3 separate regions of the Mus musculus genome follow, and regions 2 and 3 are each linked to region 1. A link is a contact called in public HiChIP or PLAC-seq data. All regions are on one chromosome and are shown on one strand. The core of a region is the stretch at or near the end of the contact, and the rest is flanking DNA. Distances in the headings are between cores, read along the strand shown. Region 1 overlaps Dot1l (DOT1-like, histone H3 methyltransferase (S. cerevisiae)). Region 2 has its middle 14 kb from the start of Gm40716. Region 3 overlaps Ndufs7 (NADH:ubiquinone oxidoreductase core subunit S7).

The links. HiChIP or PLAC-seq counts read pairs in DNA pulled down with a chosen protein or histone mark.
Region 2: an HNF4G HiChIP or PLAC-seq map of pancreatic cancer cells shows a contact between it and region 1. The contact joins two enhancer-like sites. A contact is called at or near these places in 3 of 39 promoter capture datasets (liver and pre-B cells), 1 of 484 Hi-C or Micro-C datasets (the G1E-ER4 cell line) and 2 of 115 datasets of contacts at active chromatin or transcription factors (microglia and pancreatic cancer cells).
Region 3: a FOXA1 HiChIP or PLAC-seq map of pancreatic cancer cells shows a contact between it and region 1. The contact joins two enhancer-like sites. A contact is called at or near these places in 2 of 39 promoter capture datasets (neural stem cells and pre-B cells), 1 of 484 Hi-C or Micro-C datasets (B cells), 2 of 115 datasets of contacts at active chromatin or transcription factors (memory CD8 T cells and pancreatic cancer cells) and 2 of 9 other capture datasets (adipose tissue and pancreatic islet).

The regions. Positions count from the first base shown.
Region 1 is chr10:80,762,294-80,765,520 of GRCm38.p6, reverse strand. Dot1l (DOT1-like, histone H3 methyltransferase (S. cerevisiae)) reads right to left here. Exons shown (of 28, transcript NM_199322.2): 2 at 876-919. Among named protein-coding and RNA genes, the nearest start is that of Dot1l, 8.7 kb to the right of the region's middle. Within about 2 kb of position 1,855, at least 72 of the 459 cell types and tissues checked have an H3K27ac peak or open chromatin away from gene starts, as enhancers often do. A contact at or near this core is called in pancreatic cancer cells, where this site is marked.
Region 2 is chr10:80,459,775-80,463,013 of GRCm38.p6, reverse strand. No RefSeq gene overlaps it. Among named protein-coding and RNA genes, the nearest start is that of Gm40716, 14 kb to the left of the region's middle. Within about 2 kb of position 1,458, at least 11 of the 459 cell types and tissues checked have an H3K27ac peak or open chromatin away from gene starts, as enhancers often do. A contact at or near this core is called in pancreatic cancer cells, where this site is marked.
Region 3 is chr10:80,252,498-80,255,429 of GRCm38.p6, reverse strand. It overlaps Ndufs7 (NADH:ubiquinone oxidoreductase core subunit S7), which reads right to left. Exons shown (of 8, transcript NM_029272.4): 3 at 2,273-2,356; 4 at 1,647-1,770; 5 at 411-590; 6 at 294-340. Among named protein-coding and RNA genes, the nearest start is that of Ndufs7, 4.5 kb to the right of the region's middle. Within about 2 kb of position 1,654, at least 14 of the 459 cell types and tissues checked have an H3K27ac peak or open chromatin away from gene starts, as enhancers often do. A contact at or near this core is called in pancreatic cancer cells, where this site is marked.

The DNA of each region.
Region 1 (3,227 bases), core at 606-3,105:
GGCTGGCCTCAAAACTATAGTGATGCTCCTGCCTCTGCCTCACAAGTTCTGCTGGGTTCCACTCCAGCCAGATACACTCTTCCACCAAAAGAGCTTCCTGGAGGCTTAGACAGTTGGCAAGGGTGTGGGTGGGCCTTCTTAGGTTAGGTATGTATGTACTTGTAGATGCACAAGATGGGGTGACATGTGTACCATAGCACACATAAGAGATCAAAGGAAATCTGTAGCCAGTCCCCTCCTTCCATCTTCATTCACATGGCTTCCAGAGATGTACTCAGGTCCCCAGGCTAGCACTATACCCAACTTAACTGGCCTCTTTACGGCCCCGGCTGGCTTGTAAGTCCCACTGCTTCCACTGCCTCCACCTGTGGCATTGAATGGCAATCTATGAGTCCAGTCTCTATGGTCTGCCAGGGCTTTCCCCAGTAATCTATGTCCACTATTACAGGAACCACAGGATGCTTCAGAAAAAAGGCTGCAGATCCATCCCAACAGGCAGCTGCCCTGGCACCATGTGTCTGCTGGTGTCACAGGAAGGAGGTCCTACTCATAGTCCTTACAAACTCCCATCTTTCTCCAATCCAAAGGTGGGGACTAGTGAAGGGAAGATGGGGGACACAGAGACGTCCCAAGTCCCATCTCACAGGAGGTAGCAAGCAGCTCAGAGGCTGCACATATGTGAGCTGGCTCCATCCCCACCATGGCAGGGGAAACAAACAACTGAGGTTTTCCCAGACAAGGGTCATGGAGAGATGCCTCTGCCAGGGCTCCTCCTGCCACACTTCCCAGAGGTCCCAGTGAGGACAGTGCAGCGGGGGTGCTGGGAACCTTGGGAGGAAGCTCCGAGCCCAGTGCTCATCCCATACAGTACTCACCGGATAGTCTCAATAATCTCATGAGCAGCATCATGGTGCTTGTCCTGAAAGAGAAAAGATGCACAGTTGGACCCAACAACCACAGTGACACCCCAAAGTCCTCTTGTTCTATGATGCACAACCACCCTACAGAGGTGGTGACTCAACATATTCCCCAGAGCTGGAGCCTGACTCAGCTCTGTCTCCCTGCACACCTGATGGGTGTGGGCAGATCCTACAGAGTCCCATTGGCCACCATGTGTGCTACGCCTGAAATAAAGCCTTGCCCCAGCACGACCATTCAGGGCCAGCTCTCAAGTCGACTGTAAGATGAAGCATAAGGATGCCAACTACTAACAGAAAACGACTAGAGGGGAAAAGAACAAGGAAACAGAAGACGCAGCACTCCGGCTTCCCTGGGTTGGCCAGTCACCCTATGAGCTTCCTGCCCTTCACATCCACTGCCCACTGGTTTGCACAGGCCCAGCTCCACTGGAGAAGTGGACTGTAGGGTAATGAAGGCAACTGTAGAATGATGAAGGCTGTAGGCTTGCCTCATGAGAACTGGACACACAAACACCATGGCTAGGGCCTCCAGAGCCCAGGCTCTTCACTCTGCCTGAGTCCTGGCCATCACCCTACCTGCACAGAGGACTCAGTGCTGTGTCCAGCACAGCCACAAACTACACACAGATGAGAAGGAAGTCAAGTAGCCCTTGAACACTAATATGGGCTCCCACAGTGTGCCCCACAACCCTAAGTCTCTAGACAGTCTTCTGCTGTGGTTGTCTGGAGATGAGCACACTTAAATAGGGGTCACGAGGTGTTCATGATAGGAAAGGCCATTAAGTTTGAGCTGAGGAAGTGCATGTAATGTCCATGATTCACACATGCTAAGGAAAGAAGTCTAAACCAGGCAGCTGGTGGAAGGAACCCCAAGCTGCCTTTGAGTCACCCACACTCAATAAGTAACCCCAGTGAACTCACAGTTCTCCTAAGCTATGGGATCAATTCTGTGGTTTGTGGTTGGTGCCCTGTCTGGGGTGAAGCAATGACTACACATAGGTCTCCCCAGAGAAGACACTCAGCAGCGGGGCAGATGTGTTGTTACCACAACCCAATGCTTCACCTCTTCTTTCTCACTGTATAACAACAAAGGTACCAGAGAATGTGTGCATGAATGTATGCCCAGGCAGGCAGGCAGACACACACAAACACACTTTCATGTGTGTCTACCAGATGTGAATACCCAGTGTACCCAGTCTCTTCAAGATCAACCTTGTCCCGAGGTCACCCCTGAGCACCCAGGGCCTGGGATATCAGCCTGACTTGCTTTGGAGACTGGGAAGAACAGAGTGAGAATATACTCCAACACTGCTGGAAAGAGGGCCTATATAGCATGTGATACCCATGCCTGGGCTACTCTCTAGTAACTTACTGGGCACTCAACCCAGGTGGTTGTCACAGCTCAGAAAGATCTTAGAAATGCTGTGCAGCTGGAAAGGCAGCTAGGTGGTTAGAGCACTAGAAGCTCTAGCAGATAATCCAGGTTCAATTCCCAGCAACCACATGGTGGCTCACAACAGCCTATCACTCCAGCTCCAGTGGATATGATGCCTTCTTCTGGCCTCCATAGGCACTGCATGGACATGGTGCAGACAAACATGCAGGTAGCACAACTCCTGTCTCTACCTCCCAAATGTTGGGATTGATTGATTGATTGATTATCTTGTAGGGTTCTTAGGGCTTCCCCACTTACTGAGGACCAGGACACACTCTTGAGTTTTGTTGGGCCTACTATGCCCACTCAGTCCTGAGCTTACAAACTAAGAGGAGCAGATTCTTCCAGCTGTGTTCCTAGGAAAGGGACAGGCATGCAGGCACCTGGGAATGAAGGGACTATGCTGGGCACAGCCCCAGGAGCCTGCGTTCATGAGAAATGCTGGTCTCTTTGTACAGGGACAGCCCACATCTGGTGCAGCACTAGGAATTCACTGCTAAGTGCCTCACCTGCTGAGCGACTTCAGTGCTTTTTGAATTTGTGAACAGAATGATCACTATAGATACCCTGAAATGCCTAATCCTGCCCTGGCCTCCTGAGTGCTGCTGAGATCACACATTTGTGCCACTGCACCAGGCTTGCCTATACTCATCAACAAACCACAGCAGCTAATTTCTTCTACAAAGCAACACTCAAGTGGTATGGGGCAGTGGCACATATGCCTTTAGTCACAGCAGAGACAGAGGAAGGTGGATCTCTGTGAGTTCAAGGCCAACCAAGACTACAGAGAGAGAGGGGCCCTGTGAAAGAAAGAAAGAAAGAAAGAAAGAAAGAAAGAAAGAAAGAAAGAGGGAGGGAGGGAGGGAGGGCAG
Region 2 (3,239 bases), core at 209-2,708, 300 kb after region 1:
TCTCCTACCTTTCTGCCCTCCACCACCGACCCATCTATCCACCTACCCACCCATCCATCTACCCATCCACCCACTCATCTATCCACCTATCCATCCATCCATCCATCCATCCATCTATCCATCCATCCATCCATCCACTTTTCCTCATATTTCTGTCTATGTCTGTGAAACAATCGACCCAGATTATTTTACCCCTGACCTCCACTGAGGATGATGGGAAGAGACCCTAGGTCCTCTGCCATGTGCTCTGGAGGCTCCAAGTGCCTGTGATAAGCAGAAATGGGCCCCGATGTGATGGCTGTCACAGAGCAGCAGAGTCTGTCACCCCACTAGTAGGAGCTCTGCTTTTTGGAACCAAGGATCCAACCTGATATTTCACTGCAAGCAAGTTCAAGCTCTATGTTGCTTTAAAACAGACATTTTCAGTCACGTGTGGAGCACACACCTGTCACCTCAGCATTTGAAGGCTGATGCAGGAAGATCTTGTATTCTAGGATAGACTGAACTACAGGGTTAGCGCTGTCTCAAAAACAAAATCTGGGCTTGGAGGGCTACAACGTGCCTGTAATTCTAGCCACTTGGGAGGTGGAGGCAGGACAGTGGCTGTGAGTTGGGGTCTAGCCTGGTTGGTTCCAGACTGCCCTATGTGACTAACCCCTTAAAAAATCAAAAATAAAAGCAAATCTATTTTTCAGATGTACTCAGGGTGGTTTGTCAGCAAGTGCCCTGGTGACTTGTGATGGGGGATGGCAAACTGGAGGCTGCGTGAGTGTATCTGAGAGGGGTGAGGGCTCAAAGGACAGACAAGGTGTCAGTCACCATGGTGAAGACCTGGGTTCCAGGCCTCATGCTGAGCACCCACCAGACAGCTCAACCTCATGGGATCCCCAGCTTCAGTGAAGCATTATGTCTTCAAAAGCAAGGAAGGGGTGGCAAGAGGGCACAGCAGGGGCTTGCAGCCAATCCTGGCCACCTGAGTTCAATCCCCAAGACTCCAAGACTGAAGGAGAGCACCAACCATGGGCAAACTACCCTTTCATCTCTCTCTCTCTCTCTCTCTCTCTCTCACACACACACACACACACACACACACACACACACACAAAACACAATAAATAAATGTAATTTTTATAGTAAAAAACTCAAAACTAGGAGCAACAGAAACACTCATGACATCACCTCTGGCTTCCATTCACATGAACATTCTCACAAAATAAAATCAAACGGAGACAGCACTTACTTGCAAGCGTGCCCCTTGGGGCTTTGACTGGACTCTCTGGCCTCATGGGTTTTGCTCAATGAGATACATTGGGGTTCAGTCCAAAGGATCCCCCTGGACACACTGTTCTATCAGCAGTTCTATAGAGCCTCACCCCTCGCTCCAGGCAGAGTCTCCTGTTAGCCCCGGTCTCTCTAGATGGCCATCTACTTCACTGTGGGTTCCTCAGACCACAGACTGGTGCAGCCAAAACCACAGAGCAGGGATTCCCGGGAAGCCAAGACCATGAGGTAACAGATGGGTCTTCATGGATGCGAACCCGGAAGAACCCCTACCACAGGGGCCTTCATTTCCCTCAGCTTCGGGGCTTCCTGCCTGCCAGGGGGGTCCCTCACCTCCTGAGCCTCAGCCCTCGGGAGGAATTTTCTAGAGATCTCAGCTTCTCCTTCAGGGTCCAAGAAGCACAAGGAAGAAGACAGACTCGGCTGGTCCCTGAGCAGTGCTGAATACCTGAAACCTCAGTATTTGGAAGGCTAATGCAGGGGAATTGCTGTGAGTTCCAAGGCCATTCTGGGCTACAGAGTGAGCCCATGCCTCTGCAAACCAAAACAACAAAAGACAGGAAAGAGGGGAAAAAATGAGCCAGAAAGATACACAGTGAAGGGGGGAGGGAGGGAGAAGCCGGGAGAACCTTCCAGAACTCTCAGAAGCCAGACACCCTGTGTGGGCAGCCTGCAGTTGATCTGGCCACAGCACATTTGCCTGACCAGCTACTGATCTGCTGTGGCCGAGGTGGAGTACCACTGGGACGGGCCACGCAGCACTGGCCTCAGGTTCTCCCCACCTGCGGATATTTCTGTCTCTGTGATCTGTGATCCTCTGGGAATTGCCACCACTCAGAGAACACAGCCCTGTCAGCATGCTGGGTTGCTCCCAGTCTCTACCCCAACCTCTCTGATCACCCAAAAGAAGCCTCAGAGACTCCACTCTGACAGGATGTAGGGATAGAGGAATGCAGCTCCCAGTGGGATATGTTTGTCCTGGGACTTGAAAGCCTGGGACTTACCCTGGGTCTGTCTAGGGCAAGCTCAGTCCTCAGAACCAGACAGAACTGGATCCCAAGCCTACCTAGCTTGCCCTGGTCAAGCTTCATGTTCAGTCATGTGAAAGGGGACAGTCCCCATGCCCTGTGCCTTGGCAGGAGGCTGCTAGTTTGGCATACACCGACTGCACTGACCCTAGTCCAGGCCTTCCCACATCTTTGTATAACAGACCCATGTCCCTGAAGAGGGTCCAAGGGTTAAAAGTGAAGGAGACCGGTGTCTCCAGGTCTAGAATGCTGAGTCAGCTTGTTTGTTGGGCCCAGCTCAGAAGAGAACCTGCTATACACCACGTGGCACGTCTGGATTATTTTGTAAATGAGATCTCTGAACTGAGTAACTACAAACCCCTTCCCCACCATTAGCACCAGGTGCAACCGTGCGCCCTGTTATCTCAGTACTCAGAGGCTGAGGCAGGGCAGTCTCAGAGATAGAGGCCAGTCTGAGCTACAGAGTTAGGTCCTGGGTCAAACAACATCAATAATATATTTTTAAAAATAAGAGGCTTGCTGGACATGGTGGTGCACACCTTTAGTCCCAGCACTTGGGAGGCAGAGGCAGGTGGATCTCTGTGAGTTCAAGGCCAGCCTGGTCTACAGAGTGAGTTCCAGGACAACCAGGACTACACAGAAAAACAGTGTCTCAAAAAAAAAAAAAAAAAAAAGCAAAGGGAGGGTGGGTGGAGGCTCAGCAGAGGTGAAGGCAGGAGGCGAAGGCTTGCCTTTCGAGCAGGAAGACCCTGATCCACACCTGGCACCAGCTGCACATGTGGTGAGTGCCTGCCATCCCAGCACTGGGAAGACAGGAGCAGAAGGATCACCACGGGCCCTGCCAGCCATCTGAGCTGAGCTCCAGGCCAGTGAGAGCCTCTGGCTCCAAAACAAGTCAGAGCAGGAGGACACATGGCGTTGGCCTCCACC
Region 3 (2,932 bases), core at 405-2,904, 510 kb after region 1:
AAGGGGTCTCCCCTACAGCCTCCACTGCAAGAAAAGACCCAAGCTGTTGGGTCGAGGATGTGCGCATTCGCCTGGCAGGCACAGGAACCCAGGGACTCAGGCTCCATGCATGCATTTACTATAGGATGAACAAGTTACTGCAGCTGAAGAGAAAGACTGAGGAGAGGGAGAGGAGAGCACGGAGGAGGAGCCTTGGGCTGCCTGGAGCTTTTCCTGTCTACAGAGCAGAGCTGGGAGGAAGGTGCCAGCTGGGGGTGGGCCCTGCACCCCTAGGCGTCTGAGCACACACTCACCTCCCCATGGACACCACATAGCGGGGTTCGGGCATCTGGTCGTACACCTACAAGACACACAGGTCAGATAACTGCAGGTGGCAAGGCAGTAGAAGGGGCCAAGGGGCCCAGATGTACCTTTCGGAGCGCGGGGGCCATCTTGTTGGTAAGCGTGCCAGCTACAATCATCACATCAGCCTGGCGCGGACTGGCACGGAACACCACACCGAAGCGGTCCATGTCATAGCGCGGCGCAGCCATGTGCATCATCTCCACGGCACAGCACGCCAGGCCGAAGGTCATAGGCCACAGGGAGCTCTGGCAGAACACAGACAGTCAGCCCTGTGCAGGCATTGTCTCTCCACCTCGTGGGCACAGTGACACTGAGTGCTTGGCAGGCACCTGATGCCAGAGGTTGCCCTAGGCCTAGGACTCTAGGTAGCACCCAGGCCTAGCTGCTGCTCTGGCCATCATGAATAACCCCTCTTGATGTCCTTGGATTGGCTCAACTGTCCCTCAGGAATCTCCTGGGACTGACTTGCCTCCCTCAATGTTCTCTGTCCACGGGTGCTTACGCTCCTCATGGATGCACCTATGTCTGGTCTCCGCAGTGGGCACCTTGTCCTAGCAGCTTCAGGCTCCAGTAGGGTACCCACCAGAGCCTTAGGCACTGCCCAGGAGACTAAGGCAGGTCCAGGGGCATGCCTGTCAATGGACAATTGTCAGACAGGGGTTGTCACATCCAGGCACGGGAACCAGGCACAGCTGCCCAGCAACTGTGTCCTAGACATGAGCACGCATTGAGAGGGACAACTGAGGACAGGCATGGAGAGGATGCCATCCCTGTGCTTTGCAGAGGGCTTGCAGCTCACCAGCCTCTGCCATGAGAGGAGCTTAAAGACGGCAGAGTGGCTGCTTTCAGCTCAGCTCAGCAGGCAGGCAGAGCTCTGTAAATCTTCTGATTTACACAGGAAGTTCCAAGGCAAACAAATTCAATGCAAAACAATAAGTAAATAAAAGGCCCTTTTTATCAGTTGTTGAGCTGGCTCAAGGAGTAAAGGCACTTGCCACCAAGCCTGACGACCTGAGTCAGATCCTGGAACCCATGTGTTGGAAAGAGGGAGCCGAATCCTCGAATCCTGCAGGTTATCCCCTGACTTCCATGTCCACATGATGTTGCATAAGCATGCATACGTATGCGCGTGTGTGTATACATACACACACACACACACACACACACACACACACACACACACACACATACACATACACATACACACAATACACTAAACAAATATGTGGACTGCTGAAGCATCCAGGCCACCCTGAGTGGGAGGAAGCCCTGAGAAGGGTGGGTTTGACACGAGGACTTACCCGGCGTGCCCAGTTGATGAGGTCATCCAGCTTGGTCACCACATACTCAGCCCGGCTTCGGGGAAGATGAGAGAGCTTGGGGACCACGGCTCCAGCTCCAGCCTTGGACACAGCAGACTGTGTGCTAAGGGCAGAGCAGGTGAGCACAGGGGACAGTTAGCCAGGTGTCCCCAGGGTCCCTGACCTGGGACCCATGGGGAGGGATAGACAGGGTCCCAGGACAGAACCACATCATCCCTGAGGTCCACAAGGCCTACACTAGGCCTGATCAACAGAGAAAGGAGAAGCAGCCACACTAGGGAGGTAAGACTTGAGGGGCCAGGGCCACATGTTGGGGTGGAGTGCAGGCAACAATCAAGAATCAAAGCCCTATGGGAGGAGTCAGTGGTTAAGAGCACAGACTGCTCTTCCAAAGGTCCTGGGTTCAAATCCCAGCAACCACATGGTGTCTCACAGCCATCTGTATGAGATCTGACTCCCTCTTCTGGTGTGTCTGGAGACAGTTACAGCGTACTTACATATAATAAATAGATAAATCTTTAAAACACAAAACAAAACAAAGATTAAAAAAAAAGACTCAAAGCCCTAGAAGATAGCATGCAGACCCTTCTCAGAGCATGGATTACCTGCTCAGGCTCGGGCTTGGGCTCGGGCTCGGGCCCTCAGTGGCTACACTCTGATGAACTCTGCGCAGCTGGACCTGTGCTGTGCTGGAGATGCAAACAGGGGCGATGCTGAGAGGCCGCCAGGACACAGTCAGCAGTTCCTTCTCACCACCACCATCCCCACATAGCACAGGTGGCCTCCCTGCCCACCCCTGGCCCCCTGCTCATCTCCAGGCTGCCCTGCCCTTTCATAGGGACAATGCTGCTACTGTCCTTGGTGACAACTCTGACATAAGTAGAGCCTCTTTGCTTCTAAAAACTACCGACTGGTCAAAAGGTTGACAAATGTCCTAGCAAAGATGGTATTGAGATGCTGTGCTTTAAGCCCAGGAGACAGCTGGTAGCTCCCCTGGGCTGGTGACCTTCACAGCCCTGTCACAAGGCAGCCAGCCTGTGGAGGTCCAGCTGGCAGGCTCACAGAACACCTTGTTGGGACAGGCAGTGCATTTCCTACGAGGGCCCCAAGCTTGTGGACAATACTATTCTGCCTTGGCCACTGCCTTCCCAGACAATCCCTGCATACCATGTGAGGACACCTGGACGTACCACTAACCCCCCACTAAACCGAACATTCTCTTCACTAGCCACTGCTGGGGGACCCTCCCAGCTCCAAGCCCTGCA